2 separate regions of the Sus scrofa genome follow, and region 2 is linked to region 1. The links are chromatin contacts, called in public Hi-C maps. All regions are on one chromosome and are shown on one strand. The core of a region is the stretch at or near the end of the contact, and the rest is flanking DNA. Distances in the headings are between cores, read along the strand shown.

What was found. A called contact is a pair of places that touch in the nucleus more often than the background predicts.
Region 2: a Hi-C map of embryonic fibroblasts shows a contact between it and region 1, with 3 times the contacts expected there. The contact joins two enhancer-like sites. A contact is called at or near these places in 6 of 47 Hi-C or Micro-C datasets (embryonic fibroblasts, heart right ventricle, mesenteric adipose tissue and 2 more).

What each region holds. Positions count from the first base shown.
Region 1 is chr2:39,489,083-39,496,428 of Sscrofa11.1, reverse strand. The region is part of intron 7 of NAV2 (neuron navigator 2); the gene reads left to right. Among named protein-coding and RNA genes, the nearest start is that of DBX1, 260 kb to the right of the region's middle. Within about 2 kb of position 4,353, at least 4 of the 83 cell types and tissues checked have an H3K27ac peak or open chromatin away from gene starts, as enhancers often do.
Region 2 is chr2:39,667,435-39,674,780 of Sscrofa11.1, reverse strand. All of the region lies in intron 2 of NAV2 (neuron navigator 2), which reads left to right. Among named protein-coding and RNA genes, the nearest start is that of NAV2, 410 kb to the left of the region's middle. Within about 2 kb of position 4,695, at least 3 of the 83 cell types and tissues checked have an H3K27ac peak or open chromatin away from gene starts, as enhancers often do.

The DNA of each region.
Region 1 (7,346 bases), core at 3,104-5,603:
TCAGCTCCGTGATAGACTCTCTCGACCTGTCCTTCCTTGAAACTGCATTGTGAGTCGGTCAGACCCTGACAGCCTTGTGTTCTGGCATTTCATTCTCAGGTGAACCAGTTCATAAGCTTTTCCACGTGATGACCCCTTGACCCGGGAATTCTGCTCCTAGCATTCAATCTAATCACATCAGGAAGTTCAATGAGGGATTCATTATGCTGTCCATAAAGGACAACAACATTTCAACACTTAGTCCCAATTTTTAAAAAGGATTAAGACGAATGAACAGAAATGGTAACAGGCAGCTTTTCAAAAACCCCAGAGCACCTTATACTTTGTGGGCAAATACTAAACATGCCTCTTAAAATCATGTCCAAAGAAGCGAGTCCCCTTTTGTCATCCTCACGGAATTTAATTCTGATCATCCAGATCTGTCACCTGAGATGTAAGAAAGCAGAAGAGTAACAGGTGGTCCTTCATATTGAAAAAAAAATGGAGGACTCACAATTCCTTAGCTCGTCCCATGAGTCCATAGCAAATACACAAAACGCAGAAATGTCCTGGACGACAACATGACCTATTAGTTTTTCTGCAGATTCAGGTTTCACGTTTTGCAGGTTTGGAAGAAAGCCTGTACATCCTCAACCTTTAGCAAAACCTGCTTAGTTGTGTGTGGGATCATTCTCACCATCATGGTCTAGGTCTGCCTTTGGCTTCCCACTCTTGGGGGCAACCATCAGGCAGAGGCCTGGCCTGTGGAATGTGGGGTGGCCGGGAAGCCCAGGGTCCTTCATTCCCTCTGCTGGCTCCAAGTGCCTCTAGGGCTCCAGGCCAGAGTCAGAGATTTTCAGGGGAGAGGAAATAGCTGTCGTTTTCAACATTCGTGACATTCTCTGTTTTTTCTTCCTTCTGTTCCCTCACTTACATCCCTTGACTAGGTTAATGCTTCCAGAAATCTAATACATTTCTAAAGTATTTAATAGTCCATCCTACAAATTTGGCATGTTTGGTATTCCTCGACTGCATTCTCTGCATTTGGAGGATGTACTTTTTGAATGACAGGGCTTTCTTCATTTTATGGACATCTTTCCTCTAGTTTCACTACAAAATTCATTATATAGAAATGTTAAGACAACACAAATGCATTAAAAGGAAAAGAACCCTATTGAATCCCACCTCCCAGATAAAGCCACTGTTTACTACTTAGTTTACATTCTTCTATATTTTTATGCATATATTGCCACAGTTTGAAAAGGAGTAGTGTTTACTTTTTGCCATTAATTATCCGAAGTGCCTTATTAGTAAGAATTTAATTTTTAGAAGAGCCTTACACATATACACACACTCTCTCACATGTATATGACATTTTAAGTCTTATAAACAAAATCAACAAATCATGGACAGCCTTTTTTTATAGGTCCTCCATTCTCTCTTCATAAAAGAGTTCCCGTTGTGGCTCAGCAATAACAAACCTGACTAGTGTCCATGAGGATGTGGGTTTGATCCCTGGGCTCACTCAGTGGGTTAAGGATCTGGCATTATCGTGAGCTATGGTGTAGGTCACAAACACGGCTCGGATCTGGTGTTGCTGTGGCTGTGGTACAGGCCTGTGGCTGCAGCTGTGATTCAACCCCTAGCCTGGTGACCGCCATATGCTGCGGGTGTGCCCCCCCCCGAAAAAAGAGTTGCATAGTATTCCATGGAATGAATTTACGTGTGTGTGTGTGTGTGTGTGTATGGTCTTTTTAGGGCTGCACCTGTGGCATATGGAGTTTCCCAGGCTAGGGGTCGAATTGGAGCTATAGTTGCTGGCCTACACCACAGCCATAGGAACACTGGATCATTAACCTACTGCCCTGAGTGGGGCCAGGGATTGAACTCGCATCCTCATGGATACCAGTTGGGTTCATTACCACTGACCTACAACCAGAACTCCGGAATTTACCTTAATATTTTTAACCACTTTCATTTAAGTTGCCTCTAATTTTTTGATTATAAATAGCACTGAGGTTAACATCTGTAGCTTTGTTGCATGTAGGCAACCATTTCAGTGCAGTTGCTGTATTGAAGGATGTGTGCACATCTTACAGTTGTTTTGTTTTGTTTTTTGTTCGATCCTAGCATTTTTTTATGTTGTTATAACAGTGCCCAATTTTGCTCCCCAAAGATTATCCCTGTTTATAATTCCCCTCCACCGTGTATGAGAGGGCTAGTCTCTGTCCACACTTGACACTTGTATTTTCTTTCTCTTGGGCAAAAGATACTGTTTTAGAAATGAAGCAGATTCACTTAGGAAGCTGAAATAACAAGATCATGTGCTCCAAATGGACCACGTTATTGACACCTTGCTGAGGGTCACCACCAGTGACCTTGGCACAGTACAAAACACCCGGGTCTGAGGTCCAGCATGCTACCACCTGGCATGACCTCCCTTAAGACACTTACCCTGGGAGTTCCCTTTGTGGCTCAGTAGTCATTAACCCAGCTAGTATCCATGAGGATGCAGGTTTGATCTCCTGCTTCACTCAGTGGGTTGGGGATCTGGTGTTGCCATGAACTGTGTGTAGGTCACAGATGCCACTCAGATCTGGCATTGCTGTGGCTGTGGCGTGGGCAAGTGGCTACAGCTCTGATCTGACCCCTAGCCTGGGAACTTCCCTATGCCATGGGTGTGGCCCTAAAAAGCAAAAAGAAAAAGAAAAAAAGACACTTAACTTCTCCAGACCTCAGTTTCCCCTTCTATAAAGGGAGCCAAAAGTCCTCTGTCCCCGGGCCCCTGTGCAGTAGGAATGGATCCTTCAGTTCTCACTAGCTGTTTGGCCTTGCCTCACATGAGCTCCATTAGTGCTTTCGGGAGCAGGTTCCTTCCTCGAGTCTTCTTTCTCTGGGTCGCTTTCTTCCTCTTAGTTCACGCCTGCCTGTCATGGGCAGAGGAGGAGAGCCAGACGTGGCTGGAGACAGAGTTTTACAGCTTTCAGCACGATGTCATGTCTAAGTAACATCAGAGCCATCAGTTTAGAATCTCTATAAACTTGTCACTTTGTGGTTGGGGAAGCAAGTTCTTTATCAGATTTAGTGATTGGGAGATGTAAGCATGAAGAAGCTGCTGTGTTCTCCCGTTAGTCAAGAGGCTGATCTAACATTACAGTTGAGACCAGATGGAATTGATTCAATGGTCCAAGTCATGCAGAAGAGAATGGGGTTGTGGTGCCCCGGTTTTGTGTCGTGTCCGGCCTTTGTTCATTCTGTTGCCACAGGTGCCCAGCGTTGGGCTGGTTGTAGTGGCAGTGAGGCTTGGGTGGGGACAGCCTCGGGGGAGGGGTAGTGTCCCTTGTCCTATAGAACTGTGCTCGACGTGGTTAGGAGAAAGGTCTGCCTAACAGGGACACTTGGGGAGGGCTTCAGAGAGGGGGTATCATGCACCCCAGTTTCCATCTCAAGATTTTCACTGAGAGAAAAGGAAGGGGAAGTTGGGAAAGAATGAGTCATCCGCTCTTCTGCTCCAGCATCCATCTGTAGGGGCACCTGCTGGACTCACTGTGTTCATAACCCCATGTCCCGTGGTGGGGGTTGGGCAGGGGCGGACTCTAAAGGGGAAGCTACAGCAATATCATTCCACTGACCCTCCCTTGGTCATCAGGGGACCACTGCCATTCCAGAGCTGTCAGCCCAGCCAGAGGGAGTGCTTGGGTAGCTGTCAGTGCTCATGGGTGATCGTCCCCTCTGTTTGGGAATCGGTGGTGAAATCCGCATGACTCCCGTCAGACGCTGCAATTGTCTGAGGGCTTCAAAATCCTTCCCAGAGGTTTGAACCAGGATATCATTGCAATGAAAGAAGTCTCTGGGGGATCATCTAGGAACGAAACTGTGTGAACCAAGAGACCAGCTGTTGAGGTGGGCAGGAAAGATGGATTAGATGCTTCCAAGAGTAGGGACCTCACATGGCACTGGAGGGCAGAAGACTGTCTGGCAAGTGTCTACACCAGTTACACTGGTCTCTTGGGCCAGAATACAGTTATCTCAGGAGAAGAGGTTTGGGCCCTGCAATTCAAGAGAAAATGTTTTACTTTGAAAGCAGCTAACTGAGTTTGAGTTCTGGCCCTGTCACCTTCCCAGAGTGTGGCTTTGGTCAAGTGCACTGCTCACCAGGGCTCATGCTCAGATCACAGCACATCACTGGCCACATCTGGCACCACTCCACTCCGAGGGGCCACGGGACACAGACAGGAGTGGCAGGTTGTCGGCAAGGCAGCGTGGGCCCTTCTGTTCCATCAGAGTGGTCCTCACAGCGGTGTAGACGGCCGTCCCTGCAGCATTCAGGGGCTGTCGCTCCCCGCCTCCCACCTCAGGTGACAGCTCAGGTATGAGGGAACGACACACACAGGGCAGGTGCAGGGGTCTCTCTGGCTTAAAAGGAAGCCAGCATCTCTCATAACAGCTCCGTATGCATAACCTCTGTGGTCCCCACTAGGCTCGAGCCTGATCTGGAGAGTCACAGCAACTCACAGGAGCCCCAAATGAGGATCGGCCCCAAGCAGGTGTTAATACTTCATTTACAGCTCTGGCCAATCCAGATGTGGTAGAACTATCCCGGGTCATTTTTATCAGGAGTAGTGTTGCTTAGTAACAGTTGACATTCTCCCTTTATCAAGTTTCCAGGGGAACAGAGATAGAAGGTTAACTCAAGGTCAGATTCCCATGCAGAAGGGGAAAAGGTTTTGTTAATCCTTTCCCAAGAGCAAGTCACCTCACCGCTCAGAGATTCACTTTATTTATCTGTGAAGCAGCAACAGGCTGTTCTAGCCTTAACCACAGGAGCAAGTCAGATGTGAAGTGTTTCTCATTTTTTTTTAGAGCTCAATTGGGATTTTCTGTCCTTGTCACCTCTCTTGGTTGAAGACATTTCAGTGAAGTGTAGGACTTCTTTCCTGATGGCTGGAGTGTATTGGATGTCATGTGCATAGCTTGAAACAATTGCTGTGTTCTGATCTTTCTAAATATTGTGTCGTCAGTTGGTTTGTTGTCTGTTAATGGCGCCCTTTCACAGGTGGGTGAGTAGAGGTTATGCCTCCTACAGTGAAGCCAGATTTCATTTTTCTAATTTGCATTTTACATCCTGGTTCCCTTGTGTTCTAAACAAATTATCGACGTTGTCTAATTGAAGAGATGAAAAGTCCTAAGACACATGACACCTCTCTCCAAAATAATGCCTCCACAGTACCGTCTTTCCATTAGGACACAGCATATGCAAATGGCCCCTGTGCTATTGCAGAGGGGGCAGCTCTCAGCTGGGAGCTCTTTGTTGGGTCTGAAGCATATGGCTCAAGTCCCATGGTCTGGGCAGATGGTGAATTCGAGACTCTGGGCTGCTGTTTCTCAAGGTATGATGGAAGGGCCATCTATACCAGCATCCCTTGAGGGAAATGCCAAAAACAGAAATCCCCAAGTTTTACAAACGTAGTCTTTCTAATTCAGATGTCCGAGTTAGGATCTGGAAGTCTACATTTTATACCCTTGTCGTTCTTACAACGCTGCTGTCCCGAGAGGGCTTCTTAATTACCTTTGAAGGACCCCTGCCTTCAACTCTCAGCAACTGCTTTGTACGGTGTTGTTACAGGGAATGAAGATAGATAAACAAGGTAAGACACCCAAACTAATGCCTGGTGTGTGGTAGGAGCTCACCATGTGGAAAGCTGTTCAAACTGGCATGTACATTCGTTTCGTGGTACATGTATTTAATTTATTCTGAGTCAGGAACTTATACTGGGTAGACTTACTACTTGCCTAGGGATTTTTTTGTTTGTTTTTATTTTTGTTTTTGTCTTTTTAGGGCCGCACCTGTGGCATATGGAAGTTCCCAGGCTGGGATCAAATCAGGAGCTACAGCTGCCAGCCTACACCATAGCCACGGCAATGCCAGATTCTTAACCCACTGAGCGAGGCCAGGGATCAAACCTGCATCTTCATGGATACTAGTCGGGTTGTTACCACTGAGCCATGATGGGAAGTCTTGCAAAGGTTTTTTTGGTCTCTTGGTTTTTTTCTATTGCCTCACTAATCTATAGTAACATTCTAATTTTAAGTTTTTTAAAAAGCACTCAAGGCTAGAAAAGAAAAAAAAATACCTGTTGTATAGCACTGGAAACTATATATCTAGTCACTCATGATGGAGCATGATAATGTGAGAAAAAGCATGTATACATGTCTGTGTGACTGGGTCACCTTGCTGTACAGTAGAAAATTGACAGAACACTGTAAGCCAGCTATGATGGAAAAAATAAAAATCCTTAAAAAAAAATAGAAAAAAGTACTCAATGTTAGAAAAAAGAAAAAGCAAAAAAGTACTCAATGTTAGAAAAAAGAAAAAGTAAAAAAATACTCAATGCTGCCTTGTTTCAAATGTGCCAACAGGTGATAAGGAAATGAATTTGGATCCCATGCTTAGGTTGGAAATATGAAAAATAGTGTCCCCGTGGGGTCTAGATACCATAGCAGGGAGTACAGTGCAAGGAGGTAGCCCGACAGGGAAGTCAGCTCACCCTTTCCCTGACTGGCGAGTCATCCTCTAGCTCTTTCTCTCCCCAAACTTGGAGAGCTTGGTGTCACTTCATGAGCAAAAGAGCACACTCCTGTTGGAGGAGGGCCGAGCACTGGCAGAGCTGCCCAGAGAGAAGCCTGTGTGATGCGCTTTCCTGCCCGTGCCCCATCCTCGCTTAACCTCTAGCATTAAAGGCCGGCGTAAAGATGAAAGGACTCATGTCTGGTGTGGTCCCTCTGGCCACCTTTGGGAGCCATTTTCCTGATCGACTGTAATTCAGAAAAGCCCTCGGAAGAGGAGATGCATCTGTTGCTCTGATGTGTGAAGCTAGTAACCTTTAATGCGAAAGCCATCCTTTTTCCTAGGGAAGAAAAAGATGGATAGAACCACGTTTGCTTTTCTCTAAAGAAGGAGGTATTGCAGAGCCATGCTCTGCTCTCTGTCCTTTCTCAAAAATACAGTAAACCTGGCTTTGTAAAAGGATAAATGAGTCAAGAAGAAGAGAGAAAAATCATTTAGGAAGATGAAATATCTATTTGATTAGTCTTGTGTCAGAAACTGACGGTGAATAGTTGATTGACATTGATCTGATCTTCAGGTGATCAATCTCAGCATTGCCTTTGCTTCCACCTACAATGTGGAAAGCATCACACATACACAAGTTCAATTTCATTTCAAGGATCATTGGGAGGGGAAAGCATTTATGTTTCTCGGGGCTCCCTTAGTCATTTTTATCCAGGTGTCATCTGTAGTCAGAGCTTAGTTTAGTTGCTCATTTAGAGTCTTTAAAATTTTTTCTTTTCTTCTCCAAGTTAGGTAT
Region 2 (7,346 bases), core at 3,446-5,945, 180 kb before region 1:
GGTGCCCAAGGAGTGATGGCTATTACTAGTTATTATCTGATTTCTCAGACCTAAGCAGATCCAAAGCAACCAACCAGGAGTAGTAGGTAGGCTCTCTGACCACCCATTCAACAGCTGGTGGTAAAACTGCAAAGGAAGAAGGCACAGAAAAATCCACTGCTTTTTCAGCCCTTAGAGCAATTAATGGTGGTGGTGATGCTTCTTGGGCCACGGGGAATAGTTCTCTTCTGTTTGACATATTCTAATTTTTTTAAAAAATTTTATTTATTTTATTTTTAAGTTATCCTTACGTATTCTGATTTTTGAGATGGTAAGAAAGTACAATACAGAACTTCTAAGGGCTGAAATCAAAGTCTGGGTGCTGGTCGTGTTCTCCACGTCACATGGCCCGGGCGCAGGCAGAGCAGGGCCCCTGGATGTATGTCTGTCGAAGATCCATCTGGAGCCTGTCAGCCTTGCCTGGGCTGGATTTCCAGTTCGGGTGTCGTAGATCTTAAATGTGGGTGACAGATGTGGGAGAGGCACATCCTGGAGATGAAAAGACATCTCCATCTGCTTGGTTCTAGAGAAAATATGGAGACCACGACAAGTGGGTGACAGCTTTTCCTAGTGAGGAACTCGTGGGTGAGTTTTCAAGGGGGAGGTGGTGTTTACAGCTAACCCAGACACCTAAAGCAGATCTCCTGACCTCTGGTGTGATGGATGCACTTGGCAGATGGGGCTTGTCTGCTGGGAGACCAGGGAGGACAATTCCTGGCCGCTGTGAGGGGACCTCCAAGTCTTCCTATAAGGGAGGTCACACAGGGTTTGGTGCGTGGGCTCTGTGACAGCTCTTGGAAGGTGTCCTCCTTGCAGAAGGAAGGCTTCTGCTGCTGCTTGGCTGCCTAGAGCAGGGCAGAGCTGTCTGCTGGAGCCCAGAGCCACCCTTGGCAAGTTAGCTTCTGTCCCCTGGGCCACACATTATACTTGCCAGAGAAGGGGCAGTAGCTGGAGAGAGCCCACAGCTTGTATCAGCTTATTTCTAATTGTAATTAGAAATAATGTACGGGGAATTCCATTTGTGGCTCAGTGGTAACAAACCCGACTAGTATCCACAAGGATGCAGGTTTGATCCCTGGCCTCCCTCAGTGGGTTAAGGATCCCGTGTTGCCGTGAGCTGTGGTGTCTGTAGCAGATGTGGCTCACATTCCACATTGCTTTGGTTGTGACATAGGCCGACAGCTACAGCTCCGATTGGACCCCTAGCCTGGGAACTTCATATGCCGCCAGTGTGGCCCTAAAAAGAAAAAAAAGACAGAAAGAAGCATAACAAATCTTACCGTCTTCCCTTATAACCTTCTAGGTCAGTAACATTTAAAATCATTTACACATATCAGATTCTGTTAGTCTGTTCATGCACGTTTTCTCCTTTAATCCTCATAGCAACCCCATCAGAAAGATTCTCATTTTATGCCCATGTTAATGATGAGACAATGAGGAAAGAGAGGGCAAAATGTCGAGGTCACACAGCTAGGAAATGACAAAGAGTAGGAATTCAAACTCAGGCCTGCCCCCCCTTAAGTCTTACTTCAGAGGTCATATGGAGGCAATTTTTTTTTTTTTTTTTTTTTTTTTTTTCCTTTTAGGGCCACTCCTGCACCATGTGGAAGTTCCCAGGCTAGGGGTTATAGCAGAGCTGCAGCTGCCAGCCTATGCCACAGCCACAGCAATGCCAGATCCGAGCCACATCTGAGACCTACAATGCAGCTTCTGGCAATGTCAGATCCTTAATCCACTTAATCCTTAATCCGGGGATTGAATTTGAATCCTCATGGATACTAGTTGGGTTAACCCACTGAGCCACAACAGGAACTCCAAGAGGCAAATTTTTAAGGTAAAATTTGCAAGCTGATGGCCCTCAGGTAGCATTCTGTCTATGGATACTTTTGTTTGTTTCTCAAAAACTTTTTTTGAAGGACTCTAGGTAGTGTTCTCACATTTACCCCAGTCCCCACCACTCCCAGCTCTCTGACACCTGGCCAATGACTTGGCCCCTAGAGGAATTTGAGTTCACAATTCTTGGCTAAACCTTTCTTTTGCTTGAGTCAGTGATTAAGTCAAAGAGATTGACAGTGTCCCGGGGTGGGGGGGATGCCTTCTTTTTCGCTCTTAGGAGGAAGGTAGGGCTGGCAGTTTCAGACTCAGCCGAGGTCAGTTGAGGAACTTTTCAGGGCTTTGGATTTTGCTTTTGGTCTTGGAATTCAGCTTTCACAAATTTGAGTTTCATAGGGTATCTGAAGAGGACCATGGGGAGGGAAATGCTTTACCCTGTCCTTGCAGAGGAAAAGGAAATATTTTTTTTTTTTTTTTAAGGGCTGCACCTTTGGCGTATGGAAGTTCCCAGGCTAGGGGTCAAATCAGAGCTGCAGCTGCCGGCCTACATCACAGCTACAGCACAGCTAGATCAGAGCTGCATCTGCAACCTACACCACAGCTCATGGCAATGCCAGATCCTTAACCCACTGTGTGGGGCCAGGGATCAACCCCACGTCCTCTTGGATACTAGTCAGGTTCGTTACTGCTGAGCCACAGCAGGAACTCCTTCTCCCATATTTATCAGTTCTCCGAGCAGGCACACCTGGGAGTGCCCTCGGTGAGGAGTCATCTGTGCTGTGCTTTGGGGACACCTGCTGTAAACAAAGTGTTATGTGCAATGCTGGCAGGATGGCTGTGTGCAAGCATCAAGGGACAATACAACTCATTCACTAAGAACTAATGAAAGGCAAACTGTAGTAATGTGCGGTTGGCTTTGATGTTTGGAAGGTTTGTTTTCCAAAAGAAGTTGCGAGAAAAAAAAAAAATTAAAAAGGGAGTTCCCGTCGTGGCGCAGTGGTTAATGAATCCGACTAGGAACCATGAAGTTGCGGGTTCAATCCCTGGCCTTGCTCGGTGGGTTAAGGATCCGGCATTGCTGTGAGCTGTGGTGTAGGTTGCAGACGTGGCTCGGATCCTGCATTGCTGTGGCTCTGGCGTAGGCCAGTGGCTACAGTTCCGATTTGACCCCTAGCCTGGGAACCTCCATATGCCGCGGGAGCGGCCCAAAGAAATAGCAAAAAGACCAAAAAAAAAAAAAAAGAAGTTGCGTACGTGGCGATCCAAGTAGAGGGACCCTCATGGGCAAGGGCATTGCGGTCAGAAAACCCTGGAGACACAATCAGGGAAGGAGGTGAACTGCTGTTTGGCAAGATGCAGAAGGAAAGTCATTTCAGAAGAACTAAACCACAGCAATACCTGCTTTCGTAGCCCAATCATAATAATAGCAAGCACTTATTGAGCACTCACTGTATATCCAGGGCATGTTAAAAGCACATTATAAGGGGTTCCTGCTGTGGTGCAAGGGGACCGCTGACACAGGTTCAATCCCCAGCCCTGCACAGTGTGTTAAAGGATTCAGCACTGCCTCGGCTGTGGTGTAGGTTATAACTGCGGTGTGGAGAGTTCCCTGGTGACTTAGTGGTTAAGAACTTGGCGTTGTCACCACTGTGGCCCAGGTTCGATCCCTGGCCCAGGAACTTCGGCATGCTGTGGGCACAGTCAAAAAAACAAAACGAAACAAAACAAAAATAAAACCTGCAGCTGGGATCTCATCCCTGGCGGGAGCTCCATATGCTACAGAGTGGCCAAAAACAAAATAAAATAAAATAAAATAAAATAAAATAAAATAAAATAAAATAAAATAAAATAAAATAAAACAAAATAAAATAAAAACACATTACATATACCATCTCCTCTGATCCTCATAATAAGTCTGTGAGCCAGATACTGTTTCTGTTCTATCATGAACATCACGTTTGCAGAGTAGGAAACTGATGCAAAGAGCTCAGGGTCACATTCAAGGTCACAGCTAGTAAACCCAAGTGTCTGACCCCAGAGCTCACACCCCTAACCTTTGCCCTCTGCTGCTTCCAGTAGCAGCCAGCAGCCCCAGGAGGAAGGATGTGAGACTGTGGCAAAAGAGAGTGATTAAAACCCTATTAGTAGGAGTTCCTGTTGTGGCTCAGTGGTAATAACTCCAACGAGTATCCATGAGGATGAGGGTTCAATCCCTGGCCTCGCTCATTGGGTTAAGGGCCCGGCATCGCCATGAGCTGTGATGTATGTCACAGACGTGGCTAGGATCCCGTGGTGTTGTGGCTGTGGTGTCAGCCAGCAGCTACAGCTCCAATTCGACCCCAGCCTGGGAACCTCCATATGTCGTGGGTACAGCCCTAAAAAGCCAATAAGTAAGTAAATACATAAATAAACCGTGTAGTGGCACCATTTTCAAAGACCGGAATCAGGGCCCTTTCCTGGATGGCCTCAGCCTCCCTGTAGCAGTTCACCTTCTCCCACTTACCTCTCCCAAGGCTCTTATCCTCCAGTCCAACCAAACTCTTTTGGAAGAGCTTAAATTTGGGAGTTACATTGGATTAGGTCAGGTTCTGGATTACTGGTAACTATCTCTAGTGACTTTGGGCAAGTTACTTAAGCTCTTTTAACCTCATTTTCTTCATCTGGAAAACATGGGGGACAATAGTTCCTGCCCTCATAGGCTTATTGTGAGAATTGAAGGAGGAGAGTGCGAGGCATTTCACACAGGGTCTGGCACATAGTTGGTGCCCAATAAACAGCCACTTTGCACTCAGAATGAATTGTACACGTGGTCTTGCCTAGGTCCAGGACTGGCAAGGATGTGGGTGTGATTTGCAGCAAGGGCTCATGGACTGTGTGCTGCCCTTCACAGCAGATGCTGGGAGCGGGATCTGGCCGCTAACAGTTGATGCGTCCTTGCTTTGCTCTGTGCCTATGTGGATAGTCTGGGCACTGGTGCCAGGAAGGTTATAGAAGCTGGTTCCCTCCACTGAGGCCTGCCTGCTATCAGCCCTGCATGTCGCTAGATAAATGGAGTAGTGATCTTTTGGTCCTGGTGCCCAGACAGGCAGGAAATCACGAAGCCACCCCTGCCCTGGTCCAGACAAATTCAGGTATAGGCACACACAAGCCCACGTTCCCATCCACTCCCCTGGAAAGATGTGGCCACTATTGCCATCTGGTGGTGATTTGCAGCAATGCATGCAAGGAGGCTTCCACAGAATTGTAGATGATAGAGCTTATCACATCCTGGGGAATGAGGATCCAATTCAACCCGTCCACACTACACAGGGCAAAACTGAGATCCAGAGGGGAAACAAGTGACACTTAGGAGAAAGAACACAGTGAGAGGAGTCTTACAGCCTTGGTTCAAATTCCACTCCCTTAATGGGGATTCCAGAAAAATGACTGAATTTCTTTGAGTCTGTGTCATACCTAAAATGTAATGAAAATCCTCCACACCTACTCATACAGCTGTTGTGAGGCTACCATGGCTTTATAAACTGCATAGGATTCTACCAGTGGGAGAGGCGGTGGCTGCAAGGTTGCAGCAGCAAAGAGAGGTCAGTGGTTTGGAACTTGTGAATTGGGAGACTGGCCTCACATTGCCCCTAACCTTGTTGGAAGGGATCACAGACCCCACAAGCCCAGCAGGGAGATAGGAGCAGGACTAGGTGTGGGTCTTCCTCTTTGCTGGCCCGGGATACCTTCATGGTGGGTGAAGCACAAGGGGTCTTCCATCCCAGCTGTGTGTTCCAGGCCCTTCTTCCTCCTGTGAGTCTCTACCCAAAAGCCGTTTCAGGTGAACAATGCCTGGTGCTTGCAACTCTCAGTTCTGGCCATGAGAGCTTGTGTCTGGGTTCCCCCCAAGGACAAAATTTGGGATCTGAATGAGGGACAAGACATAGCGTTCCAAATAAGGCCACAGAGAGTGGCTGGCTTCAGCCCCAAGCTGTTGTTTCTCCTGTCCCAGGAATGTGATGGTATCTGGACCAGGACACAAAGTGTTCACCCACCCCTTTCTGTTGAGGGACAAAGGGCCAATGGGATGTGTCAGGTGGTTACCCCCAGCGGCTTCTCATTGTCATGCTATAGCAGCAGCTGGACTGGTTCAGTGCAAGGAGACTGCAGTGTCTGTCGGCCCCACCAGCAGTGGAAGATTTGGGTCAGGCCAGGGCCATCTCCATCCCCAGGTCCTAAGGGTCCCTTTAGGCTGTGATGTGCTCTCCTACCCATAGCACCCACTTCCCCTCCAGTGAATGAAGTTGTTTTACGAGTACCTCTGTGTGTCCCAGACATGGTACTGAATGTCCTCCCAGAGTTTGTCACCTTTCTTTCTCAGAGAAGCCCTTTGGGGGGGGAGGGCAATTGCTTCTACAGCACAGATGGAGAAACTGAGCCTTATAGAAGGTGCCACTCACCTAGAGATGTGTGGGACCTTGGACTTGAGCCCAAACTTTCAGCCTCCTTGTCTGTATAGAGTCGCAGAGGATAAGACCTTCCAGGAAGAAACCTGGAAGGAAGGCCCATCCTAGATGCCCAGTCTTCACTGAGCAGAGCAGGAGGACCCAGGGGCATGCTTTAGACACTCAGTGAAATGCTCCTCTGCCAGCTTCGCCCTGGCAAGGCCTTGCCCTTTGGCCAACTTCATTCCCACCTGCCGAGCAATCAGCTCTACGAATGGTTTCTTGTGCAGCATTCCAGAAATTTTTATACAAAAGCAAATGTATTCAAGTACATCTCTTCTTTCCTCCCCCAGTTGGGATCTCTCCCTACACCCCATCTTATAGAGGTCTTTCACTCTTCATGGTCTCTTGACACAAGAGATCAAAAGCCCTCGCTTTTACTGCTTTATTGCAGCCTATTGTATGCCTATTGGCCCTACACAGTTTATTGGCTCTTGCCCTTCTGATGCACATTTTGGCTTGTTCCGGTTTTTTTTTTTTTTTTTTTTCTTTTGTAACCATCATGAACAACGTGCTCTTTATACCTTTATCTTGACACAATTGCCCTGGAAGGACTGTACGATGGATTCCTGAAAGCAGAATTGCTGGGTCAGAGTGCATACTGTTTAGATTTTGCTGAATGCTGCCAAACAGCTCACCAGAACATTTGGACCAGGTTATACGCCCACCAACAGTGGGAGTAGAAAGTATTTCCACTTGGAAAATGAGTACCATGGTCAGGTCGGACAGCAGCTTCAAACGCCTGACTCCAGAGGTCCCAGGAACCGCTCCCCCTGCCCGCTCAGGAATCTCCCCTTCCATCCAGCCATGGTGTCGGGAATTCCCATTCGTTCCTTGGCCTGGGCATTGTCTCTGGGAGACTCCAGTGTGGAGGAACAGACATCCATCCCAGAGGAGCAAATCTGGGCTCTGGGAAGGGTAACATTTGCACTCATTAGCAATGGGCTGAGTCAAGGCTGTATTATGACCTTGATGGGCCCTCAGCATTTT